Regions from separate parts of the Mus musculus genome. Here region 2 is linked to region 1. A link is a contact called in public promoter capture Hi-C data. All regions are on one chromosome and are shown on one strand. The core of a region is the stretch at or near the end of the contact, and the rest is flanking DNA. Distances in the headings are between cores, read along the strand shown.

The links. Promoter capture Hi-C pulls out the DNA fragments that hold promoters and counts their contacts.
Region 2: a contact with region 1 is called in a promoter capture Hi-C map of pre-B cells, with 4 times the contacts expected there. The contact joins the enhancer-like site here to the promoter of Map3k20 in region 1. A contact is called at or near these places in 5 of 39 promoter capture datasets (embryonic stem cells, hippocampal neurons, liver and 2 more), 8 of 115 datasets of contacts at active chromatin or transcription factors (bone marrow-derived macrophages, embryonic basal ganglia, embryonic forebrain and 5 more) and 1 of 9 other capture datasets (embryonic stem cells).

What each region holds. Positions count from the first base shown.
Region 1 is chr2:72,282,623-72,287,961 of GRCm38.p6, reverse strand. Map3k20 (mitogen-activated protein kinase kinase kinase 20) reads right to left here and starts at 2,325. Exons shown (of 20, transcript NM_023057.5): 1 at 2,107-2,325.
Region 2 is chr2:73,143,427-73,148,765 of GRCm38.p6, reverse strand. All of the region lies in intron 5 of Ola1 (Obg-like ATPase 1), which reads left to right. Among named protein-coding and RNA genes, the nearest start is that of Ola1, 68 kb to the left of the region's middle. Within about 2 kb of position 2,470, at least 20 of the 459 cell types and tissues checked have an H3K27ac peak or open chromatin away from gene starts, as enhancers often do. A contact at or near this core is called in bone marrow-derived macrophages, pre-B cells and pro-B cells, where this site is marked.

The DNA of each region.
Region 1 (5,339 bases), core at 1,076-3,575:
AGTCTCTTACTGTGCTGGGATTATTTAACTCCTGTCACTCAATGCTTCAGCTGTCTCTAGGAGGGTCTGAGACAAAGGCCCTGTATTATCTGACCAGCTGTGAGGCTCTGGGGTTGATGGCTCTCCTCCCTGCACAGGTAAGAATCTTTTGTTTAGTGCTGGAACTATGCTGGTTTATGTGTAGTATAGACCACGGTCAATAGCCACAAAGGAAGTAGCCTAAACTTCCCCACAGTAAGACGGAAGGTGTCTCAGCTATTATCTTTAGATCCAACAGTCCCCCACCTTGTCCCATCTGTCCTGGGTAGAATAAAATGGAAAGCAAATGATCCAAACTTCTCTTCCTAACACCTCAGGGCACAGAGGCTTTCTGGTTCTGACAGTCCTGTGTTACCACAAACTCCTTTCCTCAGCTTAACACTGACTCTTCCCTGGCTGTGTCAAGTTCTGAGACCCACTGTGTAGTCTGCTTCTGCTGGGCACACACACTCAGAGTTTTATCTGACCTCTTTTACAAAACGTCCCTGTAACTTCTCCAGTGTCTCCTCTGATGATCCAGCGATTCACTCCACACCCTTCGTAACTCCTGCCTATAATTCCGCAGGCCTATCAGACTCAGTTTCACTGCAGAGCCCAGATAGGCACTGAGCCAATGTATTGCCAATAGCACTCACTCTGCCCTAACTTAAAATACACAGTGCAGCCTGCCAAGTTTCCTTATTTGGCAAGAAGGTCCCTCAGTTCCCAAGATCTTTGACCATCCATTTTTAGATCTAAATCTGTGTGCTTAATATTTGGTTATTATTTTTCTTAATGTGTTCTTATGTATCCCCCCTAAAACAAAACAAAACAAAAACTTTTAAAAGATTAATCAGCTACTTGCTTTCTAAGACAACAAAATGTTTCCCACTTAAACTTCTGACTTGCACATTCTCCAGTTTAAAAAAAAATCCCCCAAAATTTTTGTCAAAATTACATTGTAAAAGACTAAAATAAACAGTGCTCCAAAGACCATTTTTCTCTCTTAATTCTCTCTTTCTAAACAAGCTAAATTCATGTTCATTTACAATCTCCCAAATCTCTCACTATTGTAGCAGAAATCTAAAACAAAGACTCTACAAATGATCAAAACCATAATTAAAATGCAGCCGTCACTTTTTTTTAAGATAAAAAAAGAATGAAATTTCAGAGTAGAGACAGGCCGATGACAAAGAAGTCTGGTCTTGAATCATTTGTTTATTTTTATCGTTAAATATTTTGGTAGGTTTGGATCCACTAAATGCTGGCAGTTGGTTTCATCTACAGTCAAGAAGACCAGAAGATTCGCTACAACCACTTTAGGGGTAAAACAGGAACTCACTTTAACAACCATCCGAACTCAGATGTCCTCAATCCATTCTGGAAGACGGTTCTCACACGCATTATTAATGAAGGCTGCTTATTGTGAAATCGCTGGAACGGGCCACCAAATGGTGTGCTTTCATTATTAACGAAACTAGCAAAAATAGTAATTATGTTCTCCATAAACAGTGCTTATGCAGGATCTCCAGGCGCATGAGAAACATACATTTTCAGCAACCCAACAATGACGTGCCATTGTTGTTTTTTTTCAGGCAGTTCCAATGTCATCTGGGCAGTTTAGAATTAAAGTTTTTCCCGAGATCTGTCACGCGCGGGGCGAGGCGTGGCTGCGGCCCGGGTCACCCAGTGCCCACCCTGGTGTAGATCCCCGCGCCTGCGACACCCGCGTGTGCTCCCACGGAAGGCGAGGGTGCTCGGGAAGGGCAGCCGCCGCAGGTTCCCCGGGATCGCCGCGAGCTGTGCCAGGCCGGACTCTTCCGGGCACCGAGTGCCCGGCTGGACCGGCCCGGACATGCCCAAGCCGTCCTCGGCCCAGCGGCAAGGGACTGAGGGCTCAGGGGCTGCGGTCTCGGGGTCTGCGGGCTCGGGGACCACGGGTCTCCAGGGCACCGGGGGCGAGCCAAGGACAGCCGCCCGCCGAGCCCCGGCCTCCCGCAGCCGCGCTGCCCCGGCCCCGCAGGCCCCGGTCCCGCCGGTCCTCCAGCGGAGCTCCCTCCCGCCTCTCCCGTCCCCCACAGCCCTTACCTGGCTCCCGGATCGGGCGCGAGCGGCGGCGGGGGTCGGGGACGGCGGCCCGCGCGGCTCCCACGCTTCCGCCGGAGTCAGGAGTTGAACATTCCGCCTCTCCGCGCGGCGCCAATGAGGAAGACGTCGCGGCAACAGCACCACCTACCTCCGAGCGTGGAACCGCCGGCCGGCCAGCCTCCGGGCACGCCCGGCTCGGTGCCCAGCAGGGAGGCCGGGGCTCGGGGTCGCGGAGAGCCCGGTTGCTGCCCCCCCCCCCTTACCCCCCGTGAGACTGAATGCACTTGGCTGGGAAGGGGACAGCAGGGAAGGCAATGTCAGGGTCGCGGGTGCCTCAGTGGGACCATCAACAGGTACTTTGGAGATTTTGAGGAGGAGTCAAGGCCTGCTGCTCTGGTTGGTGACTTTTAAGATGAAGTGCCCGCGATTTCCCATCGAGGAGACAGAGTCCATGACAAGTGTGAACAAAACGTGTCACCTGGCTTTGGGAAGAAAAGAAATTGATCGGGGAGGATGTAGATGGAGTGGAAAAAGAGGAGAGGTTGCAAAAGTAGGGAACACAGTTTCTGAATTAGAATTTCACGTGTACACACGTGGAGAGTTAAGGAAAGTTGAAATCGTGCAAAATGGATATTCGTATTTTAGTGCATGGCTTTATATTTGGAGCAGGAGGCTTACCAGCCTGAAGATGTTAAGCCATATTCTCTTTCCTCCCCATCCATTTTAGTAGTGGTTTAGAGAGTTGCTTAGGGATGGAAACAAGATAAGTGGTAGATATTGTCACTACCAGGTAACAGATAGAATCGTGAAGGCTAGAGTTAGAGGGTACAGTTTGGGATCGTTTTTAAAAAGAAAATTGGAATTGAGAGACATGTTTCAGAAAGAGGCCACAGAAATTTGTGACCCATTCGGTTGGGAAAGAAGAAAGCGGTGATGCCAAGATTTGAGACCTGGGTGACTGGAAGAACGATGGTGTCATTGACAGAAATAGAAATCTGTGGAGAGGAAACTGGCTTCCTGCTGAGTTTTGAAGTCAGGAGAGGAAAAACAGGCAGAGATGAAACAAGAAACGGAAATCAGAAAAGAAGCCCAAAGAGAAATAGAAATTTTGAAAACCGTTCATATATATTTAATATATGAATGGGAAAGGATGGGTAAATATACACTAATGAAAAAAGAAACCACTTTCTGGTCTGTGATTACAAAGACTGAGGATTTTGGATTAATAAATTGCATTTTGGTAACTGAGAAGGTTGATGAAAACTATCCAGCTAAAAAAAATTCTTTTGTAGGTGATCAAACAATTGTTTAAAAAAAAAAAAAAGCTGTCTATCTACTCAAAAAAAAAAAAAAAAAAAAGGGTGCTGGGCTCTTGAGCGCGAAATGAACATGAGACTGCAGTCACCTTAGCTTTAAAGACATCCGATTGTGTCCTGACTCTGGCTGAGGAATCAGAGAGCCTGACTTTGCTGTTGCTCCTCTCAGTTGTCACATGGGACACTTAACAGGCAGTCCTCAGTTTCCTGCTCACCAAAATCAGGTGTTAGCCACTGGTTCCAGCTTGCCAGTCACCAGCCATCCATACCTTGCTTTGTACTGGAAGCCTGCAGCTTCTGATATTTTTAGCTTATACTATCTCTCCTTCCTTCATTCTATTTTCCTTCTATAATTAGGCTCAGAGAGTAGGCAACAGGAGCAATAAACTCTACAAAGTACTTTCAAAAACTTATTTGAAGGAGCACCTCACAGAAGGCCTCCTGCCTTCCCATTATGTTGCAAGGTCCTCACTGCGATACCTTATACTCTATTGTGGGGGCCACGGCTGTGACTCTGTGCTAAACGTAGGCTTGCCTCGACTTCTTAAGACTTATTTTTAATGTGTGTGTGTGTTTCCCCTGTGTGTATGTATGTGCACCATATGCACGCCTGGTGCCTATGGAGGTCAAAAGAGAGGTGAGAGCCATTGGAACTGCAGTTATATGTGTGTGGGAGCCACCATGTGGGTGGTAGGAATTGAACCAGGGTCCCTTGCAAGAGCAGCAAGTGCTCTTAACCACTGGGCCACCTCTCTAGTCTCACTGCTTCAAGATTTGAGTTTTTTGGTTTTTTTTTTTTAAATAAACTGCTTGTCTACTTGTGAATATATTGATGTTTTTAGACATCAGAGCTAATATAGTCTATATTGTGTTTACTCCTAATGCTCAACTTTTTCAAACTTAGGGGGGAAAAAATCTTTTTGCAAGTTTGTTTTTTTAGTTAATCCAAGTTGGACAGAGTATAGATTTGCGAGTGTAAACAGCACTAACAAAGAGTCCTTGTCGAAACTATCAAACCTTTACTTCAAAGACTTCCACACTAAAAATAGATGTACTCTCAGCAGTGGGGTGGCTTAGAAGTCCTTAGCACCCTCTTATAGCCAAGAACACCCTCCAATGTAAGCATGCATTCTAAGTTTAAAAAAAAAAACTTTTCAAAGTGATGTTTAAATACAACTTAACAACAATGTAACCCCTTATTCAACGGGCTTGTCTCCCCTAAACTTTTCTTTAATGGAAATCCTGGAAATGCCACCAGCTAACAGTAGAAGAACTAGCAGGTCACTTGAAAGGAAGAAAGGAGTCCTTTCTCCTCTAAAGTGATAACATCTGCCCCACAGGCTGGTACCTGGGGCACTCTTTCCAGTCATCTTAGTTCTGTATCTCAGATGGGGAATCTTCGAAGTCTGGACCACAGCATCACAGCTAAGAATTTACCCAACTCGTCTACAGAGGCCAGTGCTGTATAGCTCTGAGTTCCTAGGAAACTAAGGTGCGCAACCAAACGTCCTCTGTGGTAAGTATAGTCATTTCCTTAAAATCGGAACTGAAGCCTACATCACTGTCAGAAGACAGCTCACTGGAGATGCTCTGCCCTTCCACCACAGGGTTGGTAGCAAGCACTTTTATCTATGGCACCATCTTTCAGTCCTATATAATGGATTGTGATGAAACCCAGTCAGGTGTAGTGGTTCACCACTGTAACCTCAATATCTCAGATGCTAAGGCAAGACAGCTTCTGTGAGGTGCAGCCAGCCTAGGCTACAGAGTGGGACCTTGTCTCAAAACCCAAAAACAAATTGGAAAAACAAAACAACAACAACAACAAAAACCATTGTCCAAACCTTTTTAAAAATCAGAAAAGTACCTCCCCTCTCTCTTTCTCTTTTGGAAAACCTCCTGAATGTCTGGTTTGAA
Region 2 (5,339 bases), core at 1,221-3,720, 860 kb before region 1:
AATGCAGTCCTTCATTAGAATTCCTTCATTCTGACTGCCACTAGTCCCATGAGATCACATGTGGGGTTTCTCACTTGTGGACTTATGTCATTCTTCAGAAAGATGGAGGTTGTGGAGGTCTCCAGGTTTTTGAAATTGGGAATTTTCAATGATTTTGTTTGTTTTATGCCTCCCATCCCCCAACTTCCCACACCCTTACCCCCGTCCCCGTACACAGGGTTTCTCTGTGTAGCCCTGGCTGTCTTGGAATGTTCTCTGTAGACCAGGCTGGCCTGGAATTCAGAGATTTTCCTGCCTCTGTCTGGGATTAAAGGTGTGTGCCACTATGCCTAGCACAGAATTCTCAGTTTTATATAATACTTGTCTCTATCAAACTAGATTTTTTTCAGCAGTTTTCAGATTTTTCATTGTCAAATAAAAAGTTTGGTGCTACAACTTTCTAAATACTCCGTTCAATTACATGTATATTTTAACTTTTTACTCATTGTCACTGTGTTTGTGAGGATGTTCATGCTACAGGGTTGCATGTGAAGGTCAGGAGACCCCTTTGTGAAGTCAGTTCTCTCATCCACCTCTAAGTGCATCTGGAGGTGGGATTCAGCTCTCAAGGCTTCAAACCATCTTGATGACACAATTGCCTTTTCTTTACGATCATTAAATACTTCTGAGAAAGTTAGTCCTATTTACAGTCTTTAATGGTAGTAATTTCTTTAACATTTACAAATGCTTCTGCACCCTACTTCACAGCAACTTTATATCCATGTTCTTCCTCGCCTGGCATGAAACTGGAGGGCTTTGTTTTTGTTTTTGTTTAGTTTTTTGTTTTTAATATATATGTCTCTTCTATTTGTTGCCTTCTTTTCCGTAACCCTGACTAAAAGCCGTGAGCAGAAACTACTGCCACAGCCTGCATGGCTGCACTACTGCCACAGCCTGCATGGTTGCACTATTGCTACAGTCTTCATGGTTGCACTACTGCCACAACCTGCACGGTTGCTTACTGTCTATGACTTGAATTCAGCCGAACTCAAGTTTTTAAGAGCTAGGAGGAAGATATTAAGAGACCTGACCTTTAACCAGTAAAGTCTAGTTTCCGATAGACTTTGGTTTCTTTGTCCAGTCTGATTAGCATAATCATTGTGGTCCACATTTATCAGCCTGACTCCCACCAGAATGGCCCATTAAGGTCTACGGTAGGATTATGTACCTCACAGATGATGAGTGACTGTGAGGATGACGATGGTGATGACTTTTGTGTTTTTGAGTTAGGGATTCTATTTGCCTTTGCTGTTCTGTAACTTGCTCTGTAGACTGGGCTGCTCTCAAACTCAAAAAGGTCCATCAGCCTCTGCCTCCCTAGTGCAGGGAATAAAGGCACGCACCATGCCTGACTAAACACAACCCTCATAACTGAACATAGAGAATTGTGGAAAACGTGGCAACATTAAAAAGGTTTCTAAGTGTGTGGCAGCCAAAAATTTATTCATGATTAAACATGTAACGAATACAAGGTGTTTCTGACAGCATTCGCCTGTTTGATTTTAGATTGTTCAGCTTGCTGGCTGAAAGGGTTTTTTGTAGTTTTTTGTTTGTTTTTGTTTTTTATCAAATGAAGAGTTTGGGCTTGGAATTAAGACAGAATTTTTAACAGTTTTTGAAATGGCCCAGCCAGGTGGTGGTGGCACACACCTTTAATCCCAGCATTTGGGAGGCAGAGGCAGGCGGATTTCAGAGTTTGAGGCCAGCCTGATTTACAGAGTGAGTTCCAGAACAGCCAGGGCTACACAGAGAAACCCTGTCTCGGGGGAAAAAAAAAAAAAAAAGAAAGAAAGAAATGGCCCTAAAGTGACTTCTGCCATCTTGTACTTGTATTTTTGTGAAGGGTCTTCTCAGCATTGGCAGTCAACTCTGAAACACTGAAGGTGCTGTACATGCGGCAGTATCAAAGATTCAGCCGGCATTTAATTCTTTATGTAAACCCCCATCTCATAGTATGCAAGTTGCTCCAGTTTCTAATAAATGGTAATATATGCATTCAAAAATGGTTTTAAAATAAAATCTGTATAATTTATTATCAGTAAATACTTGGTTCATTTGCATATTTCATATACCTCTATACACAGGGCCATTAAAATTTGCTCAGGTATAACGAGGTTATTAATGGGAGAAGTCTTAGGAACCCTGCTTTAGCCTGCAGCTCTGAACTCTTCCTCATTTCTTCTGTAAACTGGTTCCAAATACTTACAGATCACATGATGAGGCAATTTTGTGTACTGATTACTTTTGTTAAAGCTTTAGCCAAAACCCTGAGAAGAAACAACTTTAAGAATTTATTTTAGTTCTGTGGTAATGGGGGCAGTGTGGCAGTAGGACCAGCTCCAGGCCACACTGGCAGGAGTGGCAGCTACTTACTTACAGCTTTGTGCAGCAGGAAGGAAACAGAGGACAGGAAGCACATCTGGGCTATAAAACTGTAAGACCTTCTCCTGATGACCCACTTCCCCCCGGGAGGCTCCACCTTCTGATAGTTCACAGTCTCAGATAGCAACACTGGTGGGCTAGGAACCAGGTGTTTAAAGACGAGAACCTGTGGGAGATGTTTCACATTTAAATCATAACAGCTTTCCCTATGTGGTAGAATCCCTAACCATGACTAGAATTAATTGTCTAAATATAGGTAAATTCTAAGTTTGTATCCCTAGCCTTGATCTAGCCTTTGAGCTCCAAATGAGTATATTTAATTCCTGGCTGATTCCCCTTGGATTTTCAGACATATCATGGTAGTGTATCCAAATCCAAGTGCAAGAGCACTGCCTCAACCCAACCTTCTCCATTATTTCCTAGTGAATGTGCCAGCTCAAATCCAGGGTCCTGTGTACACTAACCAGTCATTACCTCTGAGCTCCATCCCTGCTTCTCCTGGTAATCCTTAATCCTTTTCCTTCCATCATAAACACTACACCTAGGATTTGTTTCCATACTTAAGCATTAGATTGTTAGATCTATGATTAGTATGCCCATAAAACTACAAGCTAATATAAAATTCAGACAGGTTTATCCTTTATAATACAGAGAATATATTTTTCATATTTTTATTACTTTTATGTTTTTACAGTCCAGGTGTTGGCCCCTCTTGGTCCCCTCTCCCACAGTTCCTCATCCCATTCCTCCTCCCCTCCAGCCCCCATCTCCAAGAGGATGTCCCCCCAACCCCACCAGGTCTCCCGACTCCCTGGGGCCTCAAGTCTCTCAAGGGTTAGGTGCATCTTCTACTGAGGCCAGACCAGGCAGTCCTTGGCTATATATGTGGCAGGAGCCTCAGACCAGCTTTTGTATGCTGCCTGGTTGGTGCCTTAGTGTCTGAGAGATCTAGGGGTTCTGAGTTAGTAATGTTAGATGGTTACATAAGCAGTCCAGGTTCATGTTCCAAAATCTGCATTTCTTTATAATGTATGAGATCTTGAGTAGGAGAGATGGCTCAGTGGTGAAGAGCACTACTGCTCTTACAGAGGACTGAGTTCAGATCTTAGCACCCACTGTGGTGACTCATAACTATCTGTAACTCTAGTTCCAAAGGGTCTGACGTCCTCTTCTGACCTCCATGGGCACCACACACACATATCACACAGACATACATGCAGGCAAAGTACTCATAAGTAAGAACATCTCAGGGGCTAGAGAGATGGCTCAGTGGTTATTTGCTGCTCTCCCAGACTACTTGAATGCAGCCCCAGCTCAATCATCAGGAGGCTCACAACTGCTGGGTCCCGGAGATCCAATGCCCTCTTCTGCCCTCTGTAGGCAGCTGCACACATATGGCAGACATAGCCGACACGCATGAATAGAAATCTTTAAAAAGAAATATAAAATCTCAAATGGCTAAAATGCATTAAAGATTAACGCAAAGGGATTAGTAATGTCTTTACTCATTTGTGCCGAAAGTGAGTAAAGTATATATTTTTCAACTAACTAAATTTATTTAAGTGGAAATTTTGACTGCTCGTTTTTATATGTATTATTAATATATTATATCTATTAATATGTATGCTTATATATGTAACCATAAGAGAAACATTTACTTAGCCTATAATTTATTTTATCTAGATAACCCCCTTTTGCTCCAATTAGATGTTTTTCAGATCAACTGTAGGATTTTAATTTTTTACTAAAATTAATTTTTCTTTTATGTAAGAAAAGGACATACTGAAAATATAGCACCTACTGATTATTTACGTGAGATAATCTTATCTGAGTGCAACCTACTTCTGGTTTGTCTCAGCTAAAACTGGCATCGTTCAGTAATCTAATACAACAGTAGCTTCTGAGGAGAACACTGTTGGTGGACTGCAGTGGACTTGGTTCCTAGTTTATAGTGTGAAAGAAAAAACACCAAAACGGATGCCAGAATACCTCTGTGATACAGCCTCTGTGCTTGAGGCAAGATTGAGTTACTTTTAAATGAAGAGAACCTGAAATTCCTTCACTAGTGATCAGCACTCATTGAGGCCCTGTGGCTTTGTGAAAATGTTTATTGTCACAAAAGTATTTTATACTTTTTATATGATTAAAATTTAATTCCCTTTCTTATTTTGAATTGGCTTTCTTTTGTCTACTTTCTTTTTTTAATGAAAAGGATGAATGGAAGGAAGTATAAGATGGTACCTCTGTTTCCTTCTTTTGTATAATCTTGTTGCATGTCTCTACATAAGCTGTTCTGGCCACTCATCATAGTAACCAGCTGGGCCATTTCACCTGCTGGAGCCATTAAAGAGGACTCTCTCCCCCTAGATTAATCCCCTCCGACATTAGTTTTTTTGCACTGACAACTGCAGCAGGCATTCAGGATTTGCAGGTGGCCAGTGTGACGCACATAATTGCCTACAATTTTAGGCAATGAATAAAAATGGTCTACATTACTTGTCAAAGGTTGTATATGCAGTGCCAAGTGAGATCTATGGGAAGCCTTTTAGGGTTTAAAGAACAGTTAATAGCAAGGCTGCACAGGGCTTTTTTAATCATAATGCATTTGTAATATAGCACTTTGATCTTCTCCTTGTAGGAAATGGTGTTACATTAGCCACTTTTAAACATTTATGAGTGAAATTCAGTTATAGAAGAGTAAAAGTGATTATTCTTAAGCAGAACATGTTCAATTTCATTAAAAGTTTTCGTCTTGCCCCTTCCTTGTTAAAATCCATGGGAAGTCCTTTCCCTGGGGGACTTCAAATCAGGATCGAAGGATATAGGGCCTTTTCTTTATTTTTCTTGTTGGTAACAGTAAGATTTGCAAAGAAGGTATACTAAATATAGAGATAATTTATACAAATGGACATTTACAA